2 separate regions of the Aedes albopictus genome follow, and region 1 is linked to region 2. The links are chromatin contacts, called in public Hi-C maps. All regions are on one chromosome and are shown on one strand. The core of a region is the stretch at or near the end of the contact, and the rest is flanking DNA. Distances in the headings are between cores, read along the strand shown.

What was found. A called contact is a pair of places that touch in the nucleus more often than the background predicts.
Region 1: a Hi-C map of whole body shows a contact between it and region 2, with 5 times the contacts expected there. The contact joins the promoter of LOC134285665 here to the promoter of LOC134285660 in region 2. A contact is called at or near these places in 2 of 3 Hi-C or Micro-C datasets (embryo and whole body).

Annotation. Positions count from the first base shown.
Region 1 is chr1:282,432,655-282,438,147 of AalbF5, forward strand. It overlaps LOC134285665 (bolA-like protein DDB_G0274169), which reads left to right and starts at 1,794. Exons shown (of 3, transcript XM_062846903.1): 1 at 1,794-1,924. The coding sequence starts at 1,900. LOC134285667 (transcription elongation factor 1 homolog) reads right to left here and starts at 1,745. Exons shown (of 2, transcript XM_062846905.1): 1 at 1,652-1,745; 2 at 1,063-1,594. The coding sequence starts at 1,565. The coding sequence ends at 1,317.
Region 2 is chr1:282,210,981-282,216,214 of AalbF5, forward strand. LOC134285660 (bifunctional coenzyme A synthase) reads left to right here and starts at 1,865. Exons shown (of 2, transcript XM_062846858.1): 1 at 1,865-2,672; 2 at 2,745-3,620. The coding sequence starts at 1,986. The coding sequence ends at 3,581. LOC134285661 (non-structural maintenance of chromosomes element 1 homolog) reads right to left here and starts at 4,775. Exons shown (of 3, transcript XM_062846859.1): 1 at 4,535-4,775; 2 at 3,987-4,465; 3 at 3,737-3,923. The coding sequence starts at 4,652. The coding sequence ends at 3,810.

The DNA.
Region 1 (5,493 bases), core at 544-3,043, 220 kb after region 2:
TGTTTTTTAGGACACTGAAAAAAAATCTATAGTCACAATATGAATAAACCTTACTCAGATGAACCAAACCATGTTTTTATTTATTGTGCGTTTAGCACTACAGTAAATCTGGTTTTCTATACATTGCACTTCCGACGTAATGTTTAACGCATAGGAAAGGCAGCGGAAGTCAATGAAGTTTTATCGGAAACCAATTTAGTGCTAACGCCACAATATCTGTTTTATTGATGTTTCTCGGTGAGCCAATAAAACATCAATAAAACAGATAAAAAACAGTGATTAACACATCCAATAAAAACCATTCTTTGCTAAGTTAGACAATGTCAGACCACACAGAAAGACTTGAATGCTTGAATGTTTCAGCTTAGTTATTTTCTACTGAGTTCTCAACATTTTGCCTAAATCGATACGCACGATAATGCCATTTCTAAAAGTTTTTCATACCTTGACGAATGAAAGGAATTTTGGCCAGAAATGCATTAATCGATTTACTGAGCCAAACAAGCTCGAGTATTGAATTTGTGCAGTTTTAGATGTTTGGCATTAGCAGCAAGCACTATTCGTACCTAGGAGTAGGAGGTACAGTTCTAGACCGCTGTAAAGAGGGTTACCTCCTACCCGTTCGTTATAAAAACACAGAGCTAGGCTTATGGATAATCAATGATTCTAATGCCGTTTTTCTTTTTTAACCTGGGTTGGAACTGGATTGGCGGAAAATGTGTAAACAAACAACGTCAAACAAACTTTAGTACAAGCGAAACCGAAATCGGGTTGGGGTTGAAACTGTGATCTGATCCAGTTCCAACCCAGGTTGGAACTGGATAATAAAGAAAAACGGCTAAGACAAGATATTAAGGGGAAAATTTTGCAATGGTCGAGAGCTGTCCTGGCTACGACCTTGCGACAGTTGGGGGCGGGGATTGATGATTAATTTGATATGTACTTAAGAAAGCTGTAGAGACCTCTACAACACCCCTCATTATTTTAATTATAAAATGTTTTTCAGCTTTGAATCATTCAAAACATTGTCAGCATTAAATAGAAACAAATCAATCCTCAGGCTTGCGCTTACTACTCTAATTTATTTCTCAAAATAAATCTTGAAATTTTCACACGCTTAAATACTAAATGCTCATATTTCATTTAGTAAAATTCAGCAAATCGTTTGTTAAATCTACTGCTTGTGTCCATAAGTGATCTAACTTTAGTAGTTATTAGTGATAAATATCCCGATGCTTATTACACACCCTAATACATATGCCTGGCCCTAGTTTTCCCGGTACAAAGCTCTTCCAGAAGCGCCCCCAGCCGGTGATTTAGTTGGCACTCTCGCACGCGTCCACCCAATCGTTGTACACGTCGACCGGTTCCGACAGGAAGTTTATCGACGTCTGGTAGTCCTCCATGCACACCCGACAGGTTATGCGCGCCGAGTTCCGACTCTTGTCCATCTTCACTTCGCAGGACTTTTCGTGGTTGCAGAAGGGGCAATTGAACTGCTGGTCCAGGGGTTCGATATTCTTGCGCTTCGGCGGGGGCTTTCTCTTCGACTTTCGACGTCCCATGGTGGTGCGCGGATTTCCTGGTTTAGTTGCTGTAACGAGGTAAATTTCAGTAAAACTTACCGAAAAAATATGTTGTTTGTTTATACCTCTACGCTGCGACGCGCTCCGGTGATGATGGCCGCTCACCGCGATTAGAAATTTTGACAGAACGCACAGTTGGTCCGTCCGTTGAATGGTTGTCTGAAAGCTAACTGTTAAAGCTAAACGAGCTAAACGATCAAAGCGAGGAAAAATACCGATTTGTTTACGATTCGCAGTGCACATAACAATCCAGCAATCGCATTTTTCCAGTTTGAAGTTTAAATTGTTATTAATTTTAGTGCTTCGTCGGATTATGAATATAATTCCCAGCCTACGAGGTGAGATTAGCCATATGCAACCGAAAACTGTTTTGGTTCTAGTGGATATTTGTGATTTTTAAAAACAAAATATAGCAAACTCGTCAAATTTACACTCCGAGAAATTTACCCGTCTTGTTTACCTGAAATCATAGGTAATCGTCGTTCATTCTGTTTTTCACATAAGAGTTAACTATGTAGGTAGGTATCGAGGTTAGAGATCTCGACTCAAATGCGAGTAGGTATAGTGGTAATCACGTTCAAATGTATGCGTGTCTCTTTTGTAGGTGTAGTTGTGAAACTTGAGGGAAAATATATGCACTCTTACCCCGGTTGTTAGTTTTATCATAATTTAGCCGTTTTACCCAAATTAATTGGGTAATATTTTCATATGCAATCTGAATAGCCTTTGAATTGGCGTGCATTTTTGTGTACACTCAGAAATAAAAGTATACACGGAATTACTATTATTTATGCATTTTGTATCCGCATCTCTCTCACTCTCTTTCTGTTTTCATGCTATCTGGTGCTTCGCCTGGGTTGACGAAACACTTCTCTTCAACCCAGGCTAAACGGCAGATAGCATGAAAACAGAAAGAGAGTGAGAGAGATGCGGATACAAAATGCATAAATAATAGTAATTCCGTGTATACTTTTATTTCTGAGTGTATGGAAAAATTCAAGCTAGTGTACGTGTGTTGAAATGTCACTTATCTCTAGACTTTTCATTTGATTTGCACGGTGTGTCACCTCATTCGAGTCGCGATTTCTCACCTCGATATGGTCGGCGTTCAGTCAGAGTGGACTACGCGATTTTTCGGGCAGGTAAAGATAAGCTGAAGAATTCGTTACACACTTAAAAAAAGTACCGTATTCAGCTGTTCTATTTTCGGTAAAAGTTCAGATTACCGAATTTTCAGCAAAACACAACTACTGAAGTTCGGCAAAAAATTACCAAACGTTCAGTAAACTCTACTTAAGCATCGATAATGTTTACCGAACTTTTACCGAAAATAGAACAGCCGAACAAGCAACTCTAAAATTAACTTAACTTTTCGACGTTATTTTCATGCATATGAGTCATTACATAAAAGAATAATAGTATTTCTGAAAATAATGATAGAGATTTGAAATGTCTAGTGCTTGCAGGGTGTACTCGAAATTATTGAAAAACGGATGGCCCGGTCTGACTTAACGCCGACCAAGACGCCGACGCAATAGATAGGTACAGTCAACTTTCGCTCGTTGCACTAAGCTCTTAGCCCAGTTAGTGAAAGACTTTCACTAGGTGGGCTGAGTTTTGAGCTGTCAAATAATCTTTAACAATAGAGATTCAGGGCTACCAACCTTGACAAATCGTGCTTCACGTCAAAAAGTGACGTTTGACTTCGTTTTAACTGGGCTATAGCCCACCTAACGGGCGCCCAGTTAAAACGTAACCCACCTAAACGTAGCCCAACGACCGAAAGTTGACTGTAGTTTCAGGGGGAATCTATGTATCTGAATATTCCGATATGGATTTTTAGATTTTTTTAAACTAAAAACTTTGATTTTGAATAAAAAGTTGTGGGCTTTTATAGTATCTTTCAGAAGAAAATCCCACAGAGTTGTGGGTATGCATGTACCTATGCAAATAATATGTAATTCGAATGTGGAAAAATACTTTTGTTCACCAAAATCTTTGCCGTAATGCTGGTTTTACTCAAACTATTTACGCAGTGTAGTGTCTACCTAATGGTTGTGTGCATAGGATATCTACCTACATGAAATACTATTCATGACAATACCTAAATGGTATGATTCATTATGTCTACCTAAGGTAGTATAAACACCGACGAACCGACGTGACAGCTGGAACAAATAAATTCAAATTTGTTGTCCGCGACGCCATGATGAAAAATAGCCAAACACTATCGCCACCTCTATAACGGCTCGCGATGATTTGATAGCTCGACATCGAACCCCCGTGTGTTCATATAGGAAACGGTTCGCGTCTGCGCTGATTTGACAGAAGCGATCGCTCGCTTCGGTGGTCGACCGTTAAATTTGGGGGGGGGACACTTTTGAATCACCACTGTCACGTCGGTTCGTCGGTGGTATAAATACGGGTGGTCATTGGACCACACAGCAGATACGGCACAAGCCTTGGACTTGTCAACATCTTTATTATTCTTCTGTCGAAGAATATAAAAGTGGCGACGAGGATCAAGGAACGTGTAATTTCTTTTGAGTTATTCCGAAATTATTCCCTTTTGGTTTTCAGGTTGTTGTAATAACAAATTGTTATTTTTGTGAAGAATGGAATTGTTCTTTTATTGTAGAATTACCATTAGGTTGTGAACAGAATATTCTTTTTTGGCTGATGTTGCTTTGACGAAATTGTCTTTCTGTTTTGGTAATAACGAAATGTTATTTTTTGTGGTGAACGAAATTGTTCTTTTGTGGCGGAATTGTCATATGTTATGTTTTGGTGAATGGATTTGTGTTATTTGTACTTTTTTGGTAAAGTTCCCGATGTTGGGATAGCGAAATCGTCTAAAGTTCCTTTAGAGAACTCATCAAGAAGATTCAGCAATGAATGCGTCTAGGAGTTTCATCGTGAATTTTATTTTCAGAAGATCTCTTAGGAAGATTTCGACAGGAGTACCTTCAGAGATAACTCCAGGAGTTCCTTCAGAAATTATTTCAGGATTCCGGGATGCCTCCTAGAGATACATCAAAGATTAGGGATCTTTCCAAGAATTCCAACAAGGGATTTCTCCTGGCGTTCTGTAGGGATCGCTCAAGGAGATACTTCAGAGATCACTCCAGGAGTTTCATCAACGGTTCCTACAGGAATTCCTTCGAGAATCCCTCCTGAAATTCCTTCGAGGTTTCATCTTCGGGATGCCGCATAGAAATTTTTCAGGATTTCTTTTAGGGATTTCTCTATGAGTTCTTTTAGATATTCCTTCCTACAGAAGTTCCTCCAGGGATAATTCCAGAAGTTCCTTCGAGGATTCAGGCCCTATAGTTGATTTTTCAAGGATTGCTCCAGAAGATCTTTCGGTGATCTTTCCAATCTTTCTTATAGTTCTAGGAGGATTCAGGGATGTCTCTTTGTGTTTATTAGGAATCATTCAGAAGTTTCCTCGACTATTCCAATAGGAATTCGCTCAGGTATCCTTCCAGAAGTCCCTTCAGAGATTCCTTCAGGAGGATTCTGGGATGCCTCCTGGAGATCTATCAAGAATTCCGTAAGAAGTTCCCTCAGGAAATTCCCGCAGATAGTCTTAAAAAGGCTGTCCGTTAGTGCGATTCCTCCTGGAATTCTTTCAGGAGTTCCTCAAGGAATTTTAAACAACAACTCCTCCTGAAACTCCTTCGGGGGAATCGCTCTCCGGAATTTCTCCTCTCCGGGGATTCCTCTTGAAATTCTTCCCAGGGGTTCCTCATTAAATTCTTCTGGGAATTCTTTCGAGGATTCCTCTTGGAATTCTTTCTAGGATTCCTCCTACAGGGTGCGGCAGGAAAAAATGCGAAAAGTTCAAGGCACTATTACACGCTAAATATGGGATATATATGACTATTTTTTCATGACAGTGTATCAG
Region 2 (5,234 bases), core at 615-3,114:
TACGCACATCACTCGATCCATCGTCGCCTTGATCAACCGTATCAGTTTATCCGGGAATCCGTATTCGTGCATAATCTGCCATAGCTGTTCTCGATCGATTGTATCATACGCCGATTTGAAATCGATGAACAAGTGATGTGTGGGCACGTTGTATTCGCGGCATTTCTGCAACACCTGGCGGATGGCGAACATCTGGTCCGTTGTAGCGCGTTCACCCATAAATCCAGCCTGATATTGCCCCACGAACTCTCTTGCAATCGGTGATAGACGGCGGCATAAAATTTGAGAGAGTATCTTGTAGGCAGCGCTCAGTAGTGTGATCGCGCGGTAGTTCCCGCAATCCAACTTGTCGCCCTTTTTGTAGATGGGACACACGATACCTTCCATCCATTCCTCCGGTAATACTTCCTCCTCCCAAATCTTGGTAATGACCCAGTGTAGTGCTCTCACCAGTGCTTCTCCACCGTATTTTAGAAGCTCGCTTGGTAGATGGTCTGCTCCAGCGGCCTTGTTGTTTTTCAACCGGCCAACCTCCTCCTCAATCTCTTGAAGATCAGGGGCCGGAAGTCTTTCGTCCTGTGCACATACTCCTAGATCTGTTACCACGCCACCTTCGGTACTTGCAACGTCGCCATTGAGGTGCTCATCGTAATGCTGCCGCCACCTCCCGACCACCTCACGCTCGCTCGTGAGAATATTCCCGTGATTATCTCGGCACATGTCGGCTTGTGGCACAAAGCCTCTGCGCGAGCGGTTCAGCTTCTCGTAGAACTTTCGTGTGTCCTTAGCGCGGTACAGCTCTTCCATCGCTTCGCGATCTCGTTCTTCCTGCTGGCGCTTCTTCATCCGGAAGACTGAGTTCTGCCTGTTCCGCGCCTGTTTGTAACACGCCTTAATTCGCTCTCGTACACTCAGCGAAGTAAACTATCTAAATGCATCAAAATACCTTATGAAATTTAGCCATAACTGTAAAGTATGGATGCCATAGGAATAGCTTATGAAAATTAAACATGCTTATTATGACCTAATTACATAAGATAAACTTATGAAAAGAGCAGAAAAATCGTAAAATGATGCAGACTGGAATCGATCCATGAACGTCGAGATCACTGAGCTCGTGCCCAACCCACGCGGCTATCGACGCTTGAGAATTTTGTGGTGCTAAATATGTATAAAAGCCAAACTGTGAGTCGATTCTGCGTCATAAACCGACCTTATGAAATTTAATCTAGCCGTTATGAATTGTTTAAAGACCATTTCATAACTTAGACCTAATGGTAATCTTAGGTTTATTTGCCTGAGTGTACGGTGTTGCAGCATTCTCGCCCATGCTGCATTCTTCTCGTTTTTCAACTGTTCACATTCGCCGTCGTACCAGTCGTTTCTGTGATTCGGAGTCGCGAAGCCTAGTGCTGTAGCCGAGGTACTACCTATGACGGATCGGATGTCCCTCCTGCCATCTTCAAGTGTAGCTGCGCCAAGCTGCTCTTCCGTTGGTAGGGCCACTGCTAACTGCTGCGCGTAGTCTTGAGCCACTTCTACGTTACGAAGTTGCTCGATGTTGAGCCGCGGCGTTCGACTTCGACGCGTGGTGATAACTGTCGAAAGTTTTGAGCGCATGCATACAGCGACTAAGTAGTGATCCGAATCTATATTCGCACTGCGATATGTGCGGACGTTGGTTAGAGTAATTTAAACTTCTCAAGTTCTCAAAATAAAACTTCTCAAGTTGAACACAGTGTTCCAGAAGTGTGTTAACTTTGTGCTAGATAAATTTGTTCAACTGTCAAATCAAAATGTAACATAGAAGTCCAAAAACATCGCGTTTGACATTAAAATTGCACGGAAAATTATCGATACACGTTCAAAGTCCAGTGATGATAACAAATTGAGAAAGTTAATAGCCCAGCTATACTGCTGCCGCTGGTGCATGAAATTCTAATAATTTATTATGTGATATAAGTGATATTACCGAAACTGTAGTCATGTCCTCAAAAACGGGTCTGCTGACGGCGGTACACCTAGCCAACATCGCCAGTACTTTGGCCGCCACTCGAAAGTATGCACTGGGAACTCTCTACGTTCAGCTACATCCACGGTTCCAGGAGGTGGCGAAACCGACCGCTTTTAGTAAATTTATTGCCACCGTGTATCAAAGTTCGCCAAAGGTGCTCGGTCCAGGGGTGGACTTGCGTATTCTGATTAGTTCACTTAAATCGAAAGAGATTATTCCGGTGAGTCGCCCCGTTGATTATCTTTTCTACGACTACTGCGTGGATCCGCAACAAGACGGATTGGATGTGACGAAGACCTACCCCGGCTCGAGTGTGATCGAACTCGGAACGCAACCGTTTGCGATCGATGCAAGGGAGCTCATCGAGTCTAGTGAAACATTTAAAAATGTCGTTCTCGGAGGAACGTTTGATCGCATCCACGCCGGGCACAAGGTTTTGCTATCGCAAGCGGCGCTGTTGGCCGAAGAGCGGTTGGTCGTTGGAGTGACCGACGAGAATATGATCAAGAGCAAAAAGCTATGGGAGCTGATTCTGCCAACCGAGCGAAGGATTGAAGATGTTCGAGCGTTTATCGACGACGTCGATTGCACTTTGAAGCACGAAGTTGTTCCTATCAGCGACCCCTTCGGACCAACGGCAACTGATCCACACATGGATGTAGGTTTTAAATGGATATTAACGTACCGAATATGATACTCAAGATTGCACATCTTTTTCGTAACATTTCAGCTCATCGTCGTCAGCACGGAAACGTCTCGAGGTGGCGCCAAGGTGAACGAACTTCGCGCCAAAAACGGACTCAACCAACTCAAGGTGCACACGATCGATCTACTGGACGATGAACTCACTGTCGAAGACAAGGAAGATAAGATCAGTTCCAGCAACCAGCGGATGGATCTGTTGGGAACGCGCCTCAAACCGCGTGATGCGAAACCACATCTCAGCTCGAAGCCGTACATCATCGGACTGGTCGGTGGGGTGGCAGCCGGCAAAAGCAAAATGGCGGAACGTTTCGCTAAGCTTGGCGCGGGGGTGATCGATTGCGATAAGATTGCCCATGAGCTGTACGAACCGGGCGAGGATTGCTACCAAACGGTGATCAACAACTTTGGCATGGGCATTCTGAATGAGGACAAGACGATCAACCGGAAGGCTCTGGGTGCGATTGTTTTCTCCGATCCGGACAAGCTGGATTTGTTGAACACAATTTTGTGGGACGCCATTTTGGAGCGGGCCAAGCAACGTATCAAGGAAATGTACGAGAAGCAGAACAAGCAGATCATTATTATGGAAGCAGCTGTGCTGCTGCGAGCGGGATGGCAAAGCGCTTGCCACGAGATTTGGTCCTGCATTATTCCCCGCGAGGAAGCCATCCAGCGATTGATGGAGCGAAACGGTTTGACCGAAGAGGAAGCCGATAAGAGGATTAAGGCACAGATTAGTAACAGCGAGTTGGTAAAGAATTCGGATATTGTATTTTGTACGGCTTGGAGCTACGAGTATTCACAAACGCAAGCGGAGAAGGTGTGGGCGGATTTGGTGGAGGAGTTGAAGCTGAAGCTGTGAATTTTATTGTTGACAAAATAAACGTTATAGGTATTGGGATTCCTGGGCCGTTAAATGTATACTTCGTATCACATTCTTTTGGGATTCTTTTTAGCATCGTTTCCAGGAAGTTAAAACTAGTTCTACCAGGGATATCAACTTAAATTTCTCAAAAATTAAAATTAAATTTAGGATTTATTTCAAATGTTTTGACAGGTACATACAGAACGTGAAATTTAAAATTTATCATCAAACAGGAGTTGACCACAGATTTTTACACCCAGGACAGTTTGTCAACCGTCTGAGATACTTCTTCATACAATCCTTGTGGAATGATTCAGGACACTTCTCACATCGAACACCCTGTAAAACAAATAAGAATATAAAATAGGCATTCAATTGACACACTGCCGCCACCCAACTTACGTAGAACACCGATTCCTTGCACAGTTTGCACATCCGCATCTGTTCCGGATAGTTGGTCGTTAGGTACCGATCGAACTCGCCGATTACCTTCGGCCCGAAGTGCCACATCCCACCCAGCTGCACAAAGTATCCCATCTTTTCCCACTGGTCCAGCAGTTGCTCGGCTCGCACCTTGCTGAGTTGCTTGCCTTGGATCTCCCCCGTCAGATTCAGGCACATGATCGGTTTCAGTTTGTGCTCTTCGCTCGTGGCCATCTCCCGCAGCACCAGCCGGAACAGGGTCGTTTCCGATTCGCTGTAGTAATTCTGAATCCGATCGATCTGCGACTCCACCAAATTGCAGAACACGTAAAAGTCCGTATCGGCCGGTTCGTAGTGGACGAAGCAAATTTTCTGGTCGTAGCGGTACAGTTTGCCGTTGATGGACGCCACCACCTCGGGGATATCGTCCTCCGAAGGGATCTCTTCGCCGTCGTGATCTTAATGGGAAGAGAGATGATTCAATGAAGGTTTCTTTTATGAAAAATAGGGTTTACTCGTTTACTTACATTTCGCGTAGATGGCAAGTAGTGCCTTATAGGCTTGTTTGGCACTCATCGTGCCATGGTGGGCTATAGCTTGCGCGAACGCGCGATGTACGTCCGTGTACGGCATTGCTGTTGGCATATCTGGACGATGTGATTATATAGTTCTTATCTATTCTGATCGACGACTATCGAGTACGCTTTTGCAAAACTGATAATATTTATTAGCGAACCGCGCTTTTGCCTGTCGCAAAAAAAAACAAACAGTTGTTAAGCTAACGGGACCTACCTTGCAACTCTCTCACAAATGTCTGTGTGTGTGTACATATGTGTATCGAGATGTGCATGTACTAAAAATCATAATGGTTCTTATAGGTTCTTATTGGAAAACTTTGTATCTGTGTTTCTATCGATAGAATCTCATTGGCAGTTGGGAGATAGAATGAATTTAGCAATTTATGTCGTTTTTCTTTTTGAACCTGGGTTGGAACTGGATTGGCGGAAAATGTGTAAACAAACAACGTCAAACAAATTTTAGTACAAGCGAAACCGAAATCGGGTTGGGGTTGAAACTGTGATCTGATCCAGTTCCAACCCAGGTTGGAACTGAATAATAAAGAAAAACGGCATTAGGCTCATCTGTGCACGCGAATTCCATTAAATTAAAATTTTATTATTTAAACTTCACCTTCGTAGCTCATGATTAAAACATTATATGTAGTAA